Linked DNA regions of Capsicum annuum: region 2 is linked to region 1. The links are chromatin contacts, called in public Hi-C maps. All regions are on one chromosome and are shown on one strand. Each heading gives the region's core, a stretch centred on a gene start, on an enhancer-like site or on the middle of the called end of the contact. The rest is flanking DNA. Distances are from core to core; before and after follow the strand shown.

Region 1 (5,994 bases), core at 1,216-3,715:
AATGCAACATGAGAGGGGTTTAATCATTCATGGTCTCAATTTAATCTTTATAAACTGAAAAAGCATACTTACATATATACGTACAAAAATCAATTTCAAGGGGAGGCCTCAAGACCAAAACAATATATTTATATCAATAAAAAGGTTTCCATTACTTGGCTATTCAAAACAATTATTCAAATCCTTGTTACAAACATCATATCGTGTTTTCAAAGATTGATAAAACCACAATTTATGTCCATAGAGTTTTAAGGATAGCCCCATGTACCTTAAGTAGTTTAATTTGAGAATTGAAACTCCAATCTTGACACTCTTCTTGAATTCTTGAACATAGAATATAGGCTCTAGATCTTTGGAAAAGAGGTTAAGGTTCTTTTGTTCTTGATAATTTTGAGTAAAAATGGGCGTAATCTGCCCTAAAAATATTTTAATCCTCAGATAATACAGTTAGGAATTGTACGGAAAAAGACGAGACTACCCTCGGACTTAAAAGTTGTTGAGCAAATCGTGTCTTTGAGGCTCACCGCAATGCGGTGATCGTGTCATCGCGATACCCACCACAACGCGGTGGAATCACGGTGACTTATTGGTTCATGACAATTGTTGTTTTGGGGTTCACCGTGATGCGATGCAATCGTGGTGACCCACTGGAATTGGACAAACATCAATTTGGCCACTACCGCAATGTGATGGCCTTTGCATCACTATTCTCACCGCGACACGGCCCAATCACGGTGAGCCACTGGAATAAAATCCAAACAAAATTTCAGACGCTCATCAAGACTCAATCAATAGGGAGGCTTTTGGAATATTTACGGGTAGGAATAACGGTCTATATTCTAGCCCGAAATATGGGTCGTTACATGATCTATCTATTGCAATAGATGAGTCATTTGTTACAATAGATGACCCACCTGTTGCAACAGATATCTATTGGAAGAAATCAAAATAATTTAGCTACTGGTTTGATCCAACCGATTACCTATCTATTGCAACAGGTGGGTCATTTGTTGGATAATTTATTTTGATTTCTTCCAATAGATGACCCATCTGTTGCAATAGGTGGGTCATCTGTTGGAAGAGTTGCTTTAATTTATTCCAGCAGATGGGACATTGCTATAATAATTTAAGCCAGTTAACCAATAGATATATAGTTGTTTCCAACATTATGTATCAACAAGAACAAGAACACCAAGCTCTATATCACCACACAGACACACACACACTCTAAATAACATCAATGTTTTTGCCAATACACTAACACCATCAACAATAACACCAACAATACCAACAAAATAAAACATACTTAGAACACAAACAACACCAACAAAACAAACAAAGAACACCAACAACACACACCAACATTCATTAACAACACCAACAAATACCAAGTGAAGTGATTCGATACAACAACACAAACAACAAGATAAAATTATCAATTTTTGAAAAAGGTCAAAGTTTGAGTTTGTGTAATTTTTACAGCAATGTTCGAGAACAAGAACAACAACAAGAAGAAATTATATTTTCCTCAGAAAATATACTCCATTTACATAAACCACCATATTAAGACAACAACTACCACAAACTAGAATTTTCTCGAGTTCTTCTTGCATTTTTTAGCATCAAAACTCAAAATTGTTAACCCATACTTGAAAATGATACAACTAAAGTTCTTCTTTTTCTTCATTAACTAAAAAGCCCTAATTTTTTAGAAAAAACTAAAAATATAGAACTCTTGCCTGCAAAGAGAGAGAAAATGATGGGTACAAGGAAGAAAAAAGTCAAAAATAACAATTGATGTGGTCGAAAATAGGAACAAAATTGATCTGTTATAAAGGGTTTGAGCAATCTGTTGGAATAAAGAGTTGAGTATTGAGAAAGAGAAAAGATGAAATGTTTTGAGATTTTTTAAAACAAAATTGAGGGAAATCATTAGCCTCTTGTATTATTTTTATTACACATTAATTAGAAAAATTGTGGGGGGTTGATTTGTATTTTAAAAACGAATAACAAGTTTTGAAAATGCTAATTTGATTTCAATTATCTTAATTAATTTTTTAAAAGGGATTCTAATTAATAGATTGATAAATTGACTAATTTGATGTGAAATGATTCAAATTAAATCATTATTAGTAATAACTAAATTGATTTAGGTAAAATTATCTTTCAATTAATAAGTTCAATTATAATTTTAATTAGTTTCATAGTAATTATATATCAATTAAATGTATTCGTCTAAATAGAGTGATCAATTGATTAATTTGATGTATAATGATTTATATTAAATCATTATTAGTAATAACTAAATTGATTTAAGTAAAATTACCTTGCAATTACTAAGTTCAATTAAAATTTTAATTAATTACATAATAATTAGTAATTACATGAAAAACTAAGTGTATTCATCATTGATTAATTGACTAATTTAAGATACATTTACTAAATCATTATTTAGTTCCCAAAAATACGAACCGAGGGAGTAAAAGTTATGTTTGTCCAAATAAAATTAGAAACTTGTGCTTCCATTTGTGAGGTATTTCAAAGTGTGTTTAGATTAGAGTAGAGTAGAGGAGGTGCCACTTGAATTCCCGATTAGGTATAACAAGGAAAAAGGGTTTAATGATGATTGGCGGCAAAATCCAGGAAATGGAGGATGATGTTACTGTGGAAGAGTATTTGAGGAAAGAAGTAGCCGATTGGGATGATGAAGTGAAGTGCGTTGCGAGGTTCAAGGCATTCAGCGGTCAGAGAAGTGATTGGGAGTCCCTTTATGTATTCTGGAGGGATTTGATACTCAAAGTTGCTCGACACCTTCGTATCTTCATTATTCGTCCTTCTCAGGTGAACCAACCTCTCTTTTTTTATTTCTTAAGTCTTACTTTCTAACATTTGTGATGACAAGAATTGACCCTTTCTTTTGTGTTGTCAATGGAAGGTGAAGATGTGGTTCAACAGAGGAGGCCTCGTTCCTTTGTGTCTTGATCAAGTACTGGTATGCCTTACTTGGCCATTTTGATATGTCATTTTACTTGCAGTAGTCATATTTAGAGTTCCCAAAGCATTATTAATAAGGTTAGTTTAGTAAAATGCACCTTTGATAAAAAGCTTTTGTAAGGGGTGTGTCAAGTCAACATGGATCGAGTAATATGAATTGGATGGAGTAGTAAATGTTCAATTTTTTTTTTGGTGGGTTTGGAAATGTATTGCATAAACAAATACTTGTCTAAGTTAGCTTGCGATTTTTGGTTGGGATGGACCGAAAGAGCATGAGGGGGGTAGTAGTGGGAGTTGGAAATTCTAGCAATTGAATTTGAAGTTAATATCCTCAAGTTTGTGCCTCAACTTGAAGTAGTGTTTAAGTTATGTATATGATTGAGAACATGATCATGCCACTTATCTAGAGATACTGATTTCACTAGTCAAGTTTTCCAAAAATCTAATGCTTAACTTACATTTGATGTGTTAGATTCTAAAATCTACTTTCAATGTTTGACACAATAGACGTATCATTAATCTCTATATCGAGATATGATGGCATCAATTAACATACTATTTCACGAATAAATATTCTTACCAGACATTTTGCTCTATCTCAAGATCTTACCTTTTAATAAATCAAAATGACAATATACATATATAGCTCATAATAGTTACATCACGATTGAGAATATAAGTTAGTCAGTCTAAAACACTATCTTTCCAATCTCGAGAAAGATTTCCTCAAGCAAGGCACATAGTGAAGAATTTGGGTCCCCAGAGTCTCTGGAGAGAAGCTAGATTTTGTGATTGATTCATAATTGGAGATGGAAGATTGAAGAAACCCAACCTGACACCACAAAAGAAAGGGTTTCCTATAAAATTCTGATAAGTAGAATTGGCAGCAAGGTCATTTACTGCATTATTGAAACAATAGAGAGTGATAATTATGGGAGACTAGGGTTTTAATAACAACAAATCCTGTGTAATCCCACAACTGGCATCTGGGGAGGGTGGTGTGTACGCAGTTTTACCCCTACTTGTGAGGGTAGAGAGGTTGTTTCCGGTAGACCCTCGGCTCAGGTAAACTAGTATTCTTTAACCTAGATCCAAAAAAAAAAATGACTTCTATCAACTTGCTTAAGTTATCTAGTACATGTATTGGTGGGAGAATATAGAAGTCTGGTGGATTGAGTTATCTAGTACATGTATTGGTGGGAGAATATAGAAGTCTGGTGAAACTGTTGAGGTGCGTGCAACTTAGTCCAGCCACCACTGTTCAAAAATAAAAGGCATAGCATTAGGATTTTGGTGAATGGTCACAGAGAAGGATGAAAGGAATTTTGTGATGATAGATAAAGTTAACTTCAGCACTTTTGCCAGAAGAGGAAGGCTTTGTTATAGAGATGGCAAACTTTCTTCGAGACCTATATCAAAAGGAAAAGCAGACGGTAACAGTAGAAGAAGAGTATCTGGTCAACTATGGGAAGCTTAACTGCCTGATAGAAAGTATATTGATTCCCAATTGGAAGTTGTGATTCCTCTAATGGTGACTGTTCATCAAAATCTAAGCATGGAAGTAATGAGACCCTAAGAAATCCCCAAAGAAGATTCTAGTAATTTAATCACCGTCAGTTTTGCTTTATTAGGGGCTTGCTTTGTGTTTTCTTTAAAGACAAGAAAAGAAAAAGGAGACTCTGGGCAAAGTGCGTATTAAAACATTTTATATTGTCGGAAATGTATCTTTTTGACTTAAAGAAGACGTACACATGTGGAAGGAAGTTAGCAGCAGAAGATTATTCATTTTGCAGAAAGGTGTATAAGAACCTAGGTAGATCATTCTTCATTTAGTGATACTGATGAAGATGAGTAACAGGAAGCAAATTCTAGCTGCTAGCTGTATCAAGACTAAATGGGACAGTGACACTGAAAATTTGATTTTACTTGTTAATGGCAAAAATGTAATACAATGTAAATATGGAAAGAGTTATGTATTAATGGCAAAAATGTAATACAATGTAAATATGGAAAGAGTTATGTATCCCTGTAATTAGGTAACTAGGAGATTTTGTAGGAATGCAATTATTTTCTTCGTTTTTTCTTTGTTTATATTTCTTTTAAAGGTTAGTTAAACCCTAATGGCTTAAGGGAATAATCAAGTCACCTATTCACGAATTCTCTTCTTCTATTTTTGTTTCACATTATCAATGGTTGGCCTCTTAGAACTACTGATAAGAACATGGAATAACTGTATTACTGCCTGATTCAGATTGGAATCAATTAAAGTGTTTTGGACAACATTTAAAAGAAGTAGTTTGGATAACACTGAGGCAAGCTCATTAAAATGCAAATTTGAAAGAGCTAATAAGAAGGTTAACATAGGAAGAGCAAGAAAAAAAATCAGCAATGAAGCTTCCACTCTACAAAAAGAAAACCAAGAAATGAAGCTTATCTCGGACTGTTGCATGAAGTTGGATGGAGGAATAAAGTTCACGATAAATTAGATGAACACAATGAATTATTCTATAAGGTTTGTTTGCTGTTAGGATAGAAGGGATCTTTCATTAGTCTATGTTGTTTTTTCCTCTTACTTTAGTATACTCTGTTATACATGCGTCTTACCCTGCCTTCTGTTCTTTCTGATTCAATCTCTTTTGCATGAAAATATATCAAAATTATATTAATTGAACAGTATCATTAATCATCAAAAGAGATTGTAAGCAAATTATCTTAAAATCCAATAAGTTGAATCAGTACCTCTTTTAAATGTTCACGCTGGAATTAAATTCTTTCCTGCCCCATGCATTTGTCTGTCCACACAATGCATCAGCCAGAAGTATGACGATACTATTCTTTACATAGCTTGAAATGTATACTGCTGGTGAACTATTGCGGAATCTGGGAGTTGCTGATCCAGCTAGTGGTTGGGTTTCTCAAATGTTGTGGAGAGTAGTAAATTTGGGAGGTCTGCTGAGACCTTCTACTCAAGAAAAGCTTGCCGAAGACTATTACATAATT
Region 2 (5,193 bases), core at 899-3,398, 320 kb before region 1:
TACCTGCTTGTATTTGTTGGTGCGTATGGTCAGAAAGGAACAACAACAGATGTTTTGAAGGTTTATTAACTCCAAATCACTCCGTTAAGGCTAGATGTCTTTTGTATCTATATAGTTGGCATAACCTTTCACCCATAGATTCCCCTGAGAACTTTTTGAACTTTGTTAGCTCCCTAGTACTAGTGTAGCCTTTTTTGTTTTTGAGCTAATGTACTATTGTCATTTTCTAACTTTTTGTACTATTCTGCATCTTTTTGATCCCAGCAATGAAATTTCTTATTACTTCATCAAAAAAAAAGTATTTGTTACCTAATGTGACACGTTGAATCTAAAGTAGGTTAGTAAGCTAACATGATTCAAGAATTGAAATAGGAAAAAAAGTGAAGGTGCAAATTTAATCTAAAATAGGAAATAACTGAAGATATTATTCAGTTACCTGATGTGACATGTTGAATCTAAGTTAGGAAGCAATTGACAAAAGAAATCAATTACCTCCTTAATTGTGAACCCTAAGGTGCTGGGTATCAGCTTTAACATAGTCCAAAGGATGAGAAGGAATGACTTCAAAGATCATTTATTTTGGAGGAAGTAAAGGAAGCATTGAGAATCTATGATGGTGCCAAAGTTCCTGGCCTCGACTACTAATTAACTATACAATGGCATTTACCTGAAGTGCTGGTAATTGCAAAAGAGTAAATGATGAATACTTTTCAACATAAGAGCGTTGAGAATAAGCTTCACATTGCTCTTATACCAAAGAGAAGTGATGCCAAGGAGCTAAAGAATGATGAACCTAAACGTTTGATAGGAGCCAGGAGGCATATACCTTTTAGAAATACAATTCTACTATAAGTTTTTTCTTTGAGGAACAACTTATATCCTACTTTGCATTTTGAAGACTTTGTAAGTGTAAGGTTCCTTATTTAGAATCATGCTTTTCATCATTAAAGTTTTTAATTTTTTAGGTACAAAATTTGGAACTGGTAAGTGTTATTATATGATTCGATGATACTAGTATCTTTTTTCCACCTTCAGGATGGGTTAGTGTTCAAAGTGTCTTTGTTGATAAACTATGTGGTGGTATGGGAATTTGGAAACTACATCTGAGAGCAAATTTGTATGTCTTTCAAGTGTTGATTAAACAAATTTGCGTACATCTATAAATATACTGTCTCTATCACATCAGAAAAGGAGAAACAAAGGAAAAGGAAAAAACTACAAAGCATAACAAAATTCATGAAAACAAGCTGTCCTTTTTCTTCTCCCTAATGTTGACTTGTTTAAGCAGACCGATCCAAACTGGAGCAATTTCCTCTATGATGAGTCTGAAAAAGTAATCAATCTCATCGACTTTGGAGCAGCTCGTGACTACCCCAAAAGTTTTGTGGATGATTATCTAAGAATGGTAAGATGCCTTTTCTTACTTGAATTGCTCTGGAATTTATTTTCATTATTTACAAGTTATGTAGTTATGTTTCACTGGATAGAGCTCTGGGGGAAGCTTTAAATAATTATATGGTTCAGCCAAATGAATAATGATATGTCTTTGCCCCACTTTGGAACTACCAAATCTACATAAAAAAACTGGTGCTCAAGTTGTAGTGGTCTTATCTCTGATCTCAACTATTGTTTATTGGCGTTGAAGCTTGCATTTTTTCGCCAACTTTCTTTAAAGATTATATATGAAGCATTCTTTTATTGTCTTAAGTTAGCAGTAGCTTTCTCTAGTAAAAGCATAATCATCTCTGGCAAACTACATATTTGACTTTAGCTTTTGGTTATAACAAATAATATATGGTTGGCATTTAGTCTTTAGACCTAGATGAGCACACTTTTATATTCCATTATTCTTTACTCTGAGATACTGATCGATCACCAAAACCAGGTTTTTGCTTGTGCAAACAATGACCAGGAAGCAATAATAAAGTTGTCTCAGAGGCTTGGTTTTCTCACAGGGGAAGAATCTGAAATAATGACGGAGACGCATGTTCAGGCAGGTTTTGTTGTGGGGTTGCCATTCTCAAAGCCTGGAGGTTATGATTTTCGAGCTAACAATATTACTCAAAGCATTTCAAATCTTGGAGCAACGATGCTGAGGCACAGGCTGACACCGCCACCTGAGGAGGCTTACAGTCTTCACCGTAAGCTTTCTGGAGCTTTCCTTGCTTGCATAAAGCTTGGGGCTGTAGTGCCATGCAGGGAGTTGTTACTTGAAGTGTACGAGAAATATGAGTTTGGCGAACATGATAGTGAAAGATTGGCAAGCGGATGAGAGTCATGATGGAGATCCATCTACCGCATTGTAAACTGTCCGTCGGGTTCAAGGATGAGGCAGAAAGTCCTTAAGAATGAGAAAGCCAACTAAAAAGCTATTCATGGTCTGGAATGCATTTAAATGGCAGTATCTGCGGCTCTATTTGCTGCTCCATTGGCTATACCTCCATTTAGTGAAGCCTATGTTCACATAAACTCATGAGTGACATATATTGATTTACGATCCTTCTAGCACAACTTGCTGAAGTGTCGTTCCTGCTTTTCAGGAACTGCGGAAATCTTTTTGGAATAATACAAATTTGAAAAGGGGGAGGATATACAAATTTGAAGTCTTATGTAATTGCTATAGGAAAATTTAAGAGAAATAATTCTGAAAAATGTACTGTACACTTTTAGCCATTTTCGTCTTCAATATAAGCGCTATTTGTTGAATCCCCTCAAATGAAATTAACTGTTCAAAAGAAATGGTTTAACTTTAGTCATATCTGAAAAGTCAAAATGCAAACTAAAATTGGCTTTCGTATATTATTTATGTAAAATAATCCATGCATAGTTGCTTATTTATAGATGAAAAGCAAATGCTTTTGCCAAATCTTGCAAAATGGACAACCAACGTGGACATATGCTTTGATACCATAATGATGTAAGTAGCTTGGCTCACATCTTGTGTAAAAGAGAGTTTCTTCAAATTTGTATTCAAACAAAATATATATATATATTGGGATTCACTTGGAACTCCTAAGAAAAGTAGGTGATTTGATCCTATTAAGGGATATAGGGATTTGTATCAAACCCCTATTAACACAGGAGGTGAACCCCGGTGTGGGATAGTTCTATTAAAAAATAATAATCCAATAAACTAAGATCCCAACATATTCAAATCTTTGCTTGTGGTTCTATTGAGGGAAAAATTTTATTTTGAGTCTCATATGCCAAAGTCATAGTTGTATGAACTCTTCAAAACTTGACATGGGGACAAAACGGGCTTACTTGAATCACAATTTTGTCTTTTCTCTAAATCTTTGCTCCTCTTCCAAATAAATCTCTTTTACTTTTCCTTCTATTACACTTATATAAACTGAAAAAAAAAATTCATTACTTTTACATTATCGTTTTGTGAGGGATTCATCGAAGAAATAAAGTGATTGTGAGGGTTTCATCAAAGAAATAAAGTGATGTAAAAATATTTCTCCCATAGTAACTTTGGATCTCTATTTTTATTTTTTTCTATTCACAATCTATTTTCTAATTATTATTAAATACTTCATATCTTTTTTAGTATGTAGATTAATTTCTTTCGGGGATTATTCCATCTTCTTGAAAGGCTGCAATGAATCTACTATAGTAGTTTAATTGTTAATAGATATGGATAAAAGTAGGGTTGGACATAAAATATCAAAAATTAAATTATCGAACCGATTAATTAAAATTCGGCAATTAGATATTTGGTATGGTATTCGGGAGTAAAATTTAGACATTTTGGTATTTGGAATTGGGTTTGGTACAAGATATTAATACCGTTTGGTATTCGATATTTACCAAATATCGTAATATATATATATATAATATGATATGTGTAACCAACCCAATAGAAAATAGTATTAGTCATCCTAAAGAATCTCTTGGACCTTAGTAATATATTCATAAAAAGTAACAAAAGGAATACTAAATATGGTTTCTATTAAATATACTTTTTGAAGTTTAAACGTACATTTGCGCATCTCCAATTTTAATATGGTATTACCAAAAATCGTACCGAATCAAAGTTTAATTTATCAATTACCAAATTACCGAATCGATATTTATAAGTATGATATGCGGTATCTACGTTCAAATACCGATTATCGATTTACCGAATCCAAACTTTGAAAATACTGAACCGAATACTGAACGGTCCACCCCTAGATAAAAGTGATTTCATGAAATGTTTATAGCTCTTTCTAAACGAGCAAGGGAAAAATTAAAAAGAAAGAGGAGACAAATATTAGACTATAGAAAGAGAGAGTGAAGAGAATATACTTCCTCCATCCCATAAATTTATGTGCCGCAGTTTTTTTTTATTCGTCCCAAAAAGATATCGTCTTTTTTTATTTGATAACTATTTAAAAATATAATTTCTTATTTATCCTTATTGGTTCACTTAATTGAAAAATAATAGTAATACATTTTCAATATAGGATAATTTCATAAACATCACTAAGTCTTTTCTTATTTTTTAAACTCTGCCGATCAAAGTATATTACATAAAATAGGACGAAAGAGTTGATCAAAGCATGTTACATAAAATAGGCAGAAAAGAGTAATTTTTATTAGGATAGAGAGTAATTAGAGGAGTTTGTTTGGACAAAGAAAAATGATTTAAAGAGAGAAAAATTATAGTACATGTGGGCTCCACTTGTCCAAATGTCAAGTTTTGAAAAGTCTCACACAAATATAAGTTTGGTAAGTGAGACTCAAAATAAAATTTAGTTGAAGTTTGAAGAAGTCCGCGTTTATGATGAAAATTTAATATTTAAATTTTTTTCTATAGATTGTGGCATCACCAATTAAATAATTTTTTAAAATTTGGTCAACTTTTAAATTTTCTGTCAAACTTCATTTGTAATAATTGCGTATATTTCTTACCTCGTAGATATCCAAAATGCTCTACATATCAACCAAATTACCTTTTAGATAGACGTAGTATGTGTCTGTACATTTATTAATGACTATACCTTTTATTGTTTTTGATTATCAATTAAAATCATAAAATTGAGTATTTGAAATTGTTGTAATATTTGCTAGACATGTAGTGTTCACTATAATTTGTTATAGTGTAACTCATTTCATTTTTATCCATTCAAGAGTATTTTTTTTTCGGAAGAGGTATGCATCGTTTTCATTTATATTTCTTTTTTTCTTTTCTAATGAATTTTAGAA

The links. A called contact is a pair of places that touch in the nucleus more often than the background predicts.
Region 2: a contact with region 1 is called in a Hi-C map of leaf, with 2.0 times the contacts expected there. The contact joins the enhancer-like site here to the promoter of LOC107840038 in region 1. A contact is called at or near these places in 3 of 5 Hi-C or Micro-C datasets (leaf and placenta).

Annotation. Positions count from the first base shown.
Region 1 is chr1:153,970,523-153,976,516 of UCD10Xv1.1, reverse strand. It overlaps LOC107840038 (charged multivesicular body protein 7), which reads left to right and starts at 2,465. Exons shown (of 8, transcript XM_016683753.2): 1 at 2,465-2,841; 2 at 2,936-2,992; 3 at 5,839-5,994. The coding sequence starts at 2,620.
Region 2 is chr1:154,287,231-154,292,423 of UCD10Xv1.1, reverse strand. It overlaps LOC107852420 (protein ABC transporter 1, mitochondrial), which reads left to right. Exons shown (of 8, transcript XM_047398155.1): 7 at 1,289-1,405; 8 at 1,886-2,706. The coding sequence ends at 2,272. Among protein-coding and RNA genes, the nearest start is that of LOC107852420, 11 kb to the left of the region's middle. Within about 2 kb of position 2,148, at least 2 of the 5 cell types and tissues checked have an H3K27ac peak or open chromatin away from gene starts, as enhancers often do. A contact at or near this core is called in leaf, where this site is marked.